Linked DNA regions of Mus musculus: all the other regions are linked to region 2. The links are chromatin contacts, called in public promoter capture Hi-C maps. All regions are on one chromosome and are shown on one strand. The core of a region is the stretch at or near the end of the contact, and the rest is flanking DNA. Distances in the headings are between cores, read along the strand shown.

Region 1 (2,700 bases), core at 83-2,582, 1.8 Mb before region 2:
GCCCGACTTGGTCTATACAGAACCCATGCCGCGAGCCTCGCGCAAAGAGCTTGCCAGTTGCTCCAAGTCCCGAGGAGGCACACACTGCAGGGCGTCCTTCCAGGACAGGGGGAGGAGGGGGATGAGAGCAGGGCAATGGCATGGCCCTGGAACCCATTGCAATTCCAAACTTAAATGGAACGCCACGCGCTAGCAATACAGAGCGCCAAAGAAAAGAACAGAGATAAAAGAACTGAACCCTGCACTTCCTCTAGACCGCCTAACCCTCACCAAAAAACACTCCACAGGAAAGCACTCAACCTCCAAAAACACGAAGCTGACCAAAATACCCTCCTTATCCAACTAAACGCCCTTATCTGCTCTGCCAAACCCAAGCGCTGGCGGGACTGTGATCCCGGTGGGCCGGAACCTAGGCACTTCTGTGGACGATCCAGACCCGCAACCTCCGCCCCAGGATGCTTACCTTGCAGCGCAGCTCGCGGCCGGTGTGGATGCACAGTGCCCGGGACACATGCTCGCGCTCAGCTAGGGGTAGCAGCAGGTAGTCGGCGATTCGGCTGGGCCCGGGTGAGCTCACACAGCTGCCGCCGGTCCCCTGCGTGGAGGGCGGAGGCTGAGGGCTGCAGGGCGAGCCAGGGGGACTGAGGTAGTCGGGGGGACTCGAGCACTCAGAGAGGCGCGGACACTTGGCCGCCACTGCCCCCGCGTCGTCCGTGTCCAGCAGGCGTTTGGCCGGGGTTCCCCGGGCAGCCGGAAACAGTAGACCCGGACCGCGGGGCTGCGAGGCGCCGCTCAGGGCAAAACGCACGGGACCGACCCGCATCGCGGCCCTGGCCGGAGCGGCCCCGGCTTTGTAAATCCCTGGATCTGCGCTGTGACTTCTTCCAGTCGGCGGGATGGAGTTTGCAGATAGAGCTTGGATCGGTCCCCAAGAGGAGCCGTTCCAGGACGCTGGCGTTGTCCACCAGAACCACGTTGGCCACGCGTCCAAGGGTGGGAGGCCGGCTAAGGTCTCCAGACCCCCACAGGCACCAGGTCTGGGCGCCTCGTTGGCGGTGGCCGCCGCTATTGTTGCCGAGGCTGTGGATAGTCCGGGACGTGGAGACGGCCCGAGTTCCCGGGTGTTGAGCCTCGAGGACAGGATTCCACAGGCTCCTCGGCTTCTCCGAGCAAACGCACTTCCCAAAGCAATTAGTCTGGCGTAAAAGCCGGTACAACTTTTCCGCGCCGCTCGGAATCCTGCGCGCTCCTGGGCTCCAGGCGTGTGAGCGAGCGAGACGCGCTCCAGGAGAGAGAGAGAGAGTGACCGACTATGAGTGTGTGTGCCGCACTGATCCCGGCCAGTGCACTCCTTCTCCTTTTCCTCCACCTCCTCCGCCTCCCGGTGACTCACGCTGTATACACACACACACTCACAGCCCGGGCTGTGTAAACAGTTGGGAAGCCGGGTTGTGCAATGAGGTGGCTGCGACGACTCCGGCCCCGTCGCCCGGCTTGCAGTCACCGGAGCGGAGGGAGGAGACTAGGGGGGAGGGGAGGTGGAGTTGGAGGCTGGAACTGTAAGGGGTGGCTGGAGGCCTGGGGATGCTCCTGACCGCGCGCGCCGAGGCGCAGGTGGGAACGTCCTGGGACGCCTTGGGCGCGCGCACACGCCCCCCGGGTTGGGCTGGGCAGCAGGCTGCGCGCGCCCCACCGCAGGCCCGCGGGCCCGTAGCCCAGGGAGGGGGCGGAGGCAAAGCTCCCGTGACGTCAGGTTCCCGGGGAAGTGGGCGGGAGGGGCGGGGCAGCAGGGGCGAAACGACCGCTGATTGGTGCGCGCGCATCATTCACACAACACAATGGAGCACCGAGCTCCCGGCGGCCGCGCGCGCACCTCCTGGCTGCGCACCGGCAGCTGGCTGAGACCCAGTGGTCACGCCTTTATCCTAGTGGGTCCCCCCCTCCCCGCCGTTCTGCACTTTGGGGAGCTCCCGGTGGAGCTGTGGGCGCCGTCGAGTCGCGGCTGCAGCCGGAGGAAGGGGCGAGAGGAAAGGTGATGAATTCCATTATCAGTCATTCACCCCCACGCGGTAGTTCCGGGGAAGACCTGTGCGTGGTAGTGAATGTGGCTTTTTTTTTCTTCCCCTCTTTTCCTGCCCCCTCCCAACTCTAATCCCCAGCGTCTGTTCGCTTCCACAAATAGAACCTTCTGTTGGATGAAATAAAAGCAAACACTGGGCCTTCTGCTCTGCCTCCACCTCCACGCCCCTCCCGCGCCTGCCGCCCGCCCGGATTGCACGGAAATAGCCTCTCCAAGCTCCTGGGCCGCCCCTTCGCGGTGACTCGCCGAAAGAGCTTCCTGAGCTCCGGCCGGTGGGAAACAAAGGATGTGGGGAACTGGCGGAAGGGGCCCACGTGGCTGGCGCCAGATTCCTGTCCCCTCCCGCCTGCAATGCGCGCCCGAGGGTCTAGGGCGCCAGTGCGGCCAGGAGTATTGGATACTGGGGTACGGGTCATTCTATTCACTGCCAGGGATACCATCTGCACGCGGACAAGGTCGCATGTATACTTTCATATAGTTTGAGTTGTGTGCTCTTGAAACTGGCTGACCTTGCTCCCTGGAAACAGCTTGCAGTCACATTTTGTGTTGCTGGGTTTTGTTTGGTCCCCCCCCCCCCCACTTCTTTCGCAAACCAGGTCAGTTTGGAGTCTCTGGATCCT
Region 2 (3,131 bases), core at 52-2,551:
GGTCCTTCTAAAGGCAAGGACCCCAAAGAGAGATGAAGTGACTTTCACAACATTAGGTACTGCTAAGAAGTGGTTTGTCACAGTATAAACGCCAGTGTTTCTAGAGTGTTTGAAATAATGGAGCACTGGAAAGTATGTGGAAATGCACATGGACCTCGTCTTTGCCTGGAGGATGTGAGTCACGTGGGCCACTTGGACCTAAGATTTTCAATTCCTTTACAACGTTAAATAATTTTTTTTTCCAGAGCCCAAATTTCACATTTTTTAAGTTTGAGGAATTTTTTTTTCCCGATCTGAGAACACCGAGTCTGTTTCTTTTCTTATTGTCCAGACCTGATGGTAATTATGTTACACCTCAGCTCTGTGTTTACAACGCACTGCCTCTTCCAGTTTGGCCGACAGTTCCTCTCCCTCCACCATCCAATAATGATGATTTTGGATTTTGTTTAGAGAAATGGGTCCAGGGTTCTTTGGTGAGCAATCTCTTTGATTGCAGTAAGTTCAGATACTTAGTTTACTACAGGTCAGTTTACACCTATGTTCTTTACGGAAAGTTTTACTGATCCTAAACCATATTTTCAAAAAAACAAAACCAAACCAAAACAACAACAACAAAAACCAGCAACTGAATAAAAGTTCTAGTGAAATCGGTATCTTTCCACCATTTGTTTAAAACAACCATCTTCATTTCTAATTTAAAGCCCCCCAATGAACCAGATCATGTCCAATTATAAATGCGGTCTCAAATGCGTCTCAAGATTTCCCAGTCCTCCGCTGCCACTCTAGCCCCCCCATCATCCTAATCTTTTCCCGTATCCTCTGAAATTCTTCTTCATAACTCATTTGCTTTTCTGTCTACCCTGAGACTGCAAAGTTCAGGTACCGCTACCGTGCTCACAGCCGCAGCTGCATCCCCAGTGTCTAAAAATTTGCCTGAAGCTGTGACTAAATGAGGAACTATATGCGCTATCTCTTCCTTTCCCTTTAAATAAATACTCTTCAAGAGGCACTACTCCGATTACAACTCCGGGGAGAACTAGGGCATGTAGCTTCCCCATTGGTTTGCAAGACTGGCCGTTGCTCTGGGTAACCACTGTTTCCTACTAGCCTTGCCGTCGTCGCCCCGCCTCTCCTGCTTGGCCCCACCCCAGGACGTCGAGTCCCGGTACTGAGCTGCAAAAACGGCACTGGCCCTTTAAGCCGCCGGGACACTTCTGGTCACGTGGACCGCGGCCACCGGAAGGGGAAGTTTCTCTTGTGATCGCTGCCTAGCTTGTCCGAATTCGGTGGCGCCACGTCCGTCGGTCTCCGCCTCCTGCACAGCGGCTGCGCCTCCACTTTCCCTGGCCAAGCCGGCCGCGGAGCGCGGGGTGGGCACGGGAGGACGCGCGGCGCTGCGCAGCCGGTCACCTGACGGGCGACCATGTCGGACATCGGGGACTGGTTCAGGAGCATCCCGGCCATCACGCGCTACTGGTTTGCTGCCACCGTTGCTGTCCCCTTGATCGGCAAGCTCGGCATCATCAGCCCGGCCTACTTCTTCCTCTGGCCCGAAGCCTTCCTCTATCGCTTCCAGGTAGTAGCTGGCGTAGGGCGGTGGAGACTACAGCCCCCAGGTGTCCCCGCGGCTACGGAACGGGTTCGCCGGGCTGCGGGGCGCGCTGGGGCTGGTGGGATCTGTAGTGCGTCCGCCTCCAGGGGTTTAAGGCTGGGGTCCTTTGGGTCCCGGGAGGTCCTGGGGTCGAGTGTTAAGGCTTAGATAATTTAGAGTCGCGGACTGGCCTGCTAGGACGTGACTCACAATACCTGTCTGGCAAGATTGTACTTCCCGCCTTCCGCACTCTGAAGTGAGAGGTAAGTTGCCATTCTGTTGGCAAATTGGGCCCACCTACCTGAATGTCTTCCTCCCTCCTTCTATCTATGTCGTGGGTGGCGATGCCATCTTAATCAGTGGTGTCTACTTGACATAATTCTGCGTGGGTTGTTAGCGTGTTTACAGTTTCTCTCTCCTCCCTAAAGCAGTGGTGTAAAGGCAGATATTAATAAGAATTAATTTATCTGTATTTCCTACGGGCCCTATCCGATCACCTGGCATATAGCCGTTAAATGTTACCAGTGAATGAATAAACTACTCAGGAAACGGGAGATACTAATTTTCTTAAGCATTAAGGATATTAGTCAAGATTATCATTCTAAGCCAAAGAATGTTAGTTTCCTAGAGGTTATTTTTATTGATTCTGTGATATAAAAATTTAATCAGGGGACGCTCAGATTATATTAGATCTGGATTTCCACACATTCCTTAGCCTTCTCTTTCTACTTTCCACTGGATGTTATTTTCTCGTCTCCTTTGCTGATTTCTCATTTTCCTCACCCAGATGTTGGGATATGCTCTTGGAGTCCGTTATAGGATCCTCTGTAGTCCATCCCTTGGACTTAGATCTTTATCATACAAGGGGCATAAACACATGAATGGGAGACTGTCGGATATGTGAGTATCTTTATTGTAGTGGTGGAAATCACCACCTGGTGACCAGTAGACATATAATCAAATCTCCCTTTCATCTTTGCAAATAGCAACTGTGTTTGCTAGGGGGGTTTAGCAGTCATAGAGACATCCCTGAGTTCTTTTTTTGGGTTTCCTGTTTAGTGCTGGGACTCAAACCCAGAGCATAGCACGTGCTAGCTGAGTGCTCTGCCATCGAGATGCACATCTTGTATGGCCTCTTGACTTCTTTTCCCCACCCCAGAATCTGTCAGCTTAGACAGCTGATTCTGCCTCAGCTGTCTATTCGGAATCCAGGCCTTTCTCCATCGAAAGCTGTTAGCATGCCGGCTTTGCTCTTTCTGTTCTTGCTGAGCAGCCGGGGCAATCGTGTGAGAACAGAAATCATGTCCTGTCAGTCTCCTGAGACTCCTCCCATATCTGTGAACTGGGATGGGTAAAGTCCGTGCCAGGGCTTGCTGTTGCAGTACCTAAGTTGACCCCAGGACCTTTGCACATGTTATTTCTCTCCCTGAAAAAGGTAGTCATGGCTCATTCACTTTCATGTGTGTCTTTCAGGTCTCTGCCCAAATGCCATTTTCCCTTGTAGGCCTTCTCTGATTGCTGTCCATCAGAGTGTTCCTCC
Region 3 (3,131 bases), core at 299-2,798, 1.0 Mb before region 2:
GTAGGTAAAGTACCATGCAAGCATTAGGACCGAGTTTGGAGTCCTAAAACCCACGTAAAGCTAGACATGGGAGCACACATCAGTGGTCCCAGCACCCCTCCTCAGGACGACAGGATGTGACAGATGCCCACAAGTTTACAGGCCAGCTGGCCTAGCATGCCAGCAGTGCTGTCCCAACAAGGAGGAAGGCAAGGTTGTCACACAGGTGATATCAACACGGGTTTTTTTGTTTGTTTTGTTTTAAGGGAACTGATGCGGACAAGGACTAAGAAAAGATGTCAGCTTTCAAATCTGTTAGTGCTGTCATAGTAGCTAGTTTGATTATTCCCTCCATGAATATGAGCCCTAATATCTCCAACTGTACTATAACACTGTCTGGATTCTTGAAGTCTTAACTTCTTCAGTAACACTGTTCCTTCTGAGTTTCCCCGTCACGTTCCCCGTTAATCCATGGGATTGCAGCTCAAAATCAAGGGTTAACTGTCATTTATTTGCCATCCAGAATGGACGCTGAATTGCAAATTCTGTTAAATAAATAAGAAAAACTTAGGAAAGAAGCTAGCAACTGTTCAGCATTGTACACTGCACCAGCCTGCATAACAAAGAGATGTAACCACAAACTTGTATCCTAGGATTCCAGGGTTACCCTCTGCAGGTCTTACAGGGTTACTTGATTTTCCATCTTTTTCTTGGAAGTCCTCCTTGTGGGATTAGGTTTTAGGGTAAGAGTGTAGCGGTATGGGACTTACACATCTTCGGTTGTCACTGCCCCTTGCATTTCTTTTAGGTCATGAAAGTCTACACGTTTTAACACTATATTGTTGTTTGTTTGTTTGTAAGAAGGGTATTTTTTTTTTTTTGGCCTAGCCTCAAACTCATAATGTAATGGAGAATATCTGTCTCCCCCAACATATGCCACCGTATGAGACTTAACGAGAAGACTAGTAACAATGGTTAAAGAAATAAAATGACGTAGGAGGTGGAATAGAATGAGCCTGCTTATCTGTAAAATCAGGCTAAAATAATCACTAATATCTGAGTTACTCTGCAAACTAAAGATAATGGACAAATTACTGTTAAGGTTAGGGACGACAGAGTCATAAAAACGTTAGCTTTAGATCCATGACAATGACAGTCCTAGGTACTTTTTATTTCTTCATGCAACTTTCTACGCTGGGTCCTGGTTGCGCCCCACACAATCATCTCCGCCAGATCAAGCAGAGAGGACTGCATCGGGACCCGGGTTCAAGGGCGGGCTCCCTTCACTGTGTCCCCCAAGTCCTTGATCAGCCTGGCCCACGGGGCCCCTCGGCTTCCGTCCCCGAGCCCCGGGTCCCCTCTCCCCACCTGTGGATACACCATGACTCGAGGTGGCGCAGCGCGCGCTTATACAGCCGCAGCACCTTCTGCTGGTGGGTCAGGTAGGCCGGGGGAGCGCAGAACGCCATAGCGTCCGGCTCACCTTCAGCGGCCGCCGCGGGGGCTGCCGGGAACCCGGAAGCGGGCGGTTGTGAGGCGGAACCGGAAGGACGAGCGTGCTCTGAGCCACTTCCGCTTTTCCCTGGGAGGAGCCTGCCGCGCCGTCATGAGTCTCTTCAAGTTCGTGGGTAAGGGCAGGTTTGTCTTGGTCGTGAGCCTCGCTGACAGTCCCGGGTCCCCTTTTCGCGGCATGGCCTTTCCAGGGCACGGAAGATGCCCGGAGGCCTCGCGTGCTGGCAATGACTGATCTGGTTCTTGCTGGAGGATGGTTTCCCTAGTGCATGTTCATTTATGAGCATTCCCGGGCAATGAATCATTGTGACTTGTGCTTTTTTTGTGTGTGTTTAATTCAACTGGAAAGAGAGGAATAGGTGTGGGGTGTGCTTCAGCCGTAGACTGATCGCCTAGCATGGGCTAGTCCCCGAGTCCTCCCATCTCTCAAAAAGCACCGCCCCCCAAGCCAATCACTTTTCTTCTGTCTTTCGTGAACTCTTCTACATGGCCGGCCTGACAGTCCCTCCAAGGTACCGGTTCACTCAGTCATCCCTTCATACCACAGACAACTCTGGGAGGCTTGACATTGAGTCCCGGGAATGTGGCCAAGTCCTGCTCACAGGCCATCTAGACATAAACGGGAGTCCTCAGACGGGAGGGGGTGGCAAATTGTGTCGCCTCGCAAGTTCCACGATCCATCCGACAGCTGGAGAGTGCGGCAAGGATTCAAAATGGGGGACATTGTAAGAGTCAGGGTTGGAAGGATAACTTGGAACCCTAAAGTCTCGATTACTTAAATTTCACTTCTATTGGGAGTGGCGTTCCAATGAAGGCTTTTCAGCAAATCTTTGAGTGCCAGTTGTACGGAAAGAGTCTTGCCTTCTGGGATACCGATGTGGGTAGTCTCAGTATGAACCTCGTCGTTGTGGACTTTCCCTGCTATTTAAGGGTGGGAAGTGACAGGGAGGAGGTTACCCTGATAGTCGTTTTGTAGATTTTGTGGCAGATAAGGGGACGAATGTAAGTATTTCAGGTTTTGCAAACAGGGAAAAGAATAGAAAAAGAGAAATGGGATGGTTGTGCATAGCATTTAGCACTGACTGTTCATGCCTGTTGTGGGAAGTGAAGACCCAAAGATGGCAGGTTAAGAAATACCTAGGCCATCTGGATCTAATAGATTAGGTCCATTCGTGAGTTAAAGGACATCCAAATAGAGACATCCTCCGAGCACTCAAAAGTGGAATCAGGAGAGTGGTTAAGGTTATACAGTAAAATCTGAGAGACACCTTAAGCAATATATTTTCCCAAGACACTGTATTTAAATATGGAGTTGTGAGAAATCTAGTCGTGAGTTAGTTTCCACACCAGAGACGTGAGGCCTATGGCCAGTCAAAGCAAACGTGGGGAGAATGTTAGCAGGTTTTTCAAAAACTCTGTGAGAAAGCCTGAAGTGAAGGTTAGGTGTTCTGGGTTCTTGATGTGATGTGCTAGGAAGTGGTATGTCCTGGAGAGGGCACAAGAGCCCTCACTCCTCACCTCATACTGTCTGTCCCTGTTCCTGGTTGTTAAGAGTCTACGCTGGGCGTTTCCAGGTTCGTGGTTGCTTATCCAAAGAACTAAAGAGAAGGGCTCACACAGACTTACAGAATAAGTGAGGA

What was found. Promoter capture Hi-C pulls out the DNA fragments that hold promoters and counts their contacts.
Region 1: a promoter capture Hi-C map of liver shows a contact between it and region 2, with 3 times the contacts expected there. The contact joins the promoter of Trib1 here to the promoter of Derl1 in region 2. A contact is called at or near these places in 3 of 39 promoter capture datasets (liver and pre-B cells), 1 of 484 Hi-C or Micro-C datasets (B cells) and 1 of 9 other capture datasets (liver).
Region 3: a promoter capture Hi-C map of liver shows a contact between it and region 2, with 4 times the contacts expected there. The contact joins the promoter of Tatdn1 here to the promoter of Derl1 in region 2. A contact is called at or near these places in 3 of 39 promoter capture datasets (liver and pre-B cells), 2 of 484 Hi-C or Micro-C datasets (CD4 T cells and uterus) and 1 of 9 other capture datasets (liver).

The regions. Positions count from the first base shown.
Region 1 is chr15:59,647,286-59,649,985 of GRCm38.p6, reverse strand. It overlaps Trib1 (tribbles pseudokinase 1), which reads right to left and starts at 1,332. Exons shown (of 3, transcript NM_144549.4): 1 at 464-1,332. The coding sequence starts at 823.
Region 2 is chr15:57,890,588-57,893,718 of GRCm38.p6, reverse strand. Derl1 (Der1-like domain family, member 1) reads left to right here and starts at 1,301. Exons shown (of 8, transcript NM_024207.4): 1 at 1,301-1,576. The coding sequence starts at 1,424.
Region 3 is chr15:58,932,155-58,935,285 of GRCm38.p6, reverse strand. Tatdn1 (TatD DNase domain containing 1) reads left to right here and starts at 1,548. Exons shown (of 12, transcript NM_001368428.1): 1 at 1,548-1,607. The coding sequence starts at 1,586. Ndufb9 (NADH:ubiquinone oxidoreductase subunit B9) reads right to left here and starts at 1,485. Exons shown (of 4, transcript NM_023172.4): 1 at 1,348-1,485. The coding sequence starts at 1,448. It overlaps Gm36559 (a long non-coding RNA gene), which reads left to right and starts at 2,010. Exons shown (of 2, transcript XR_875364.2): 1 at 2,010-3,131.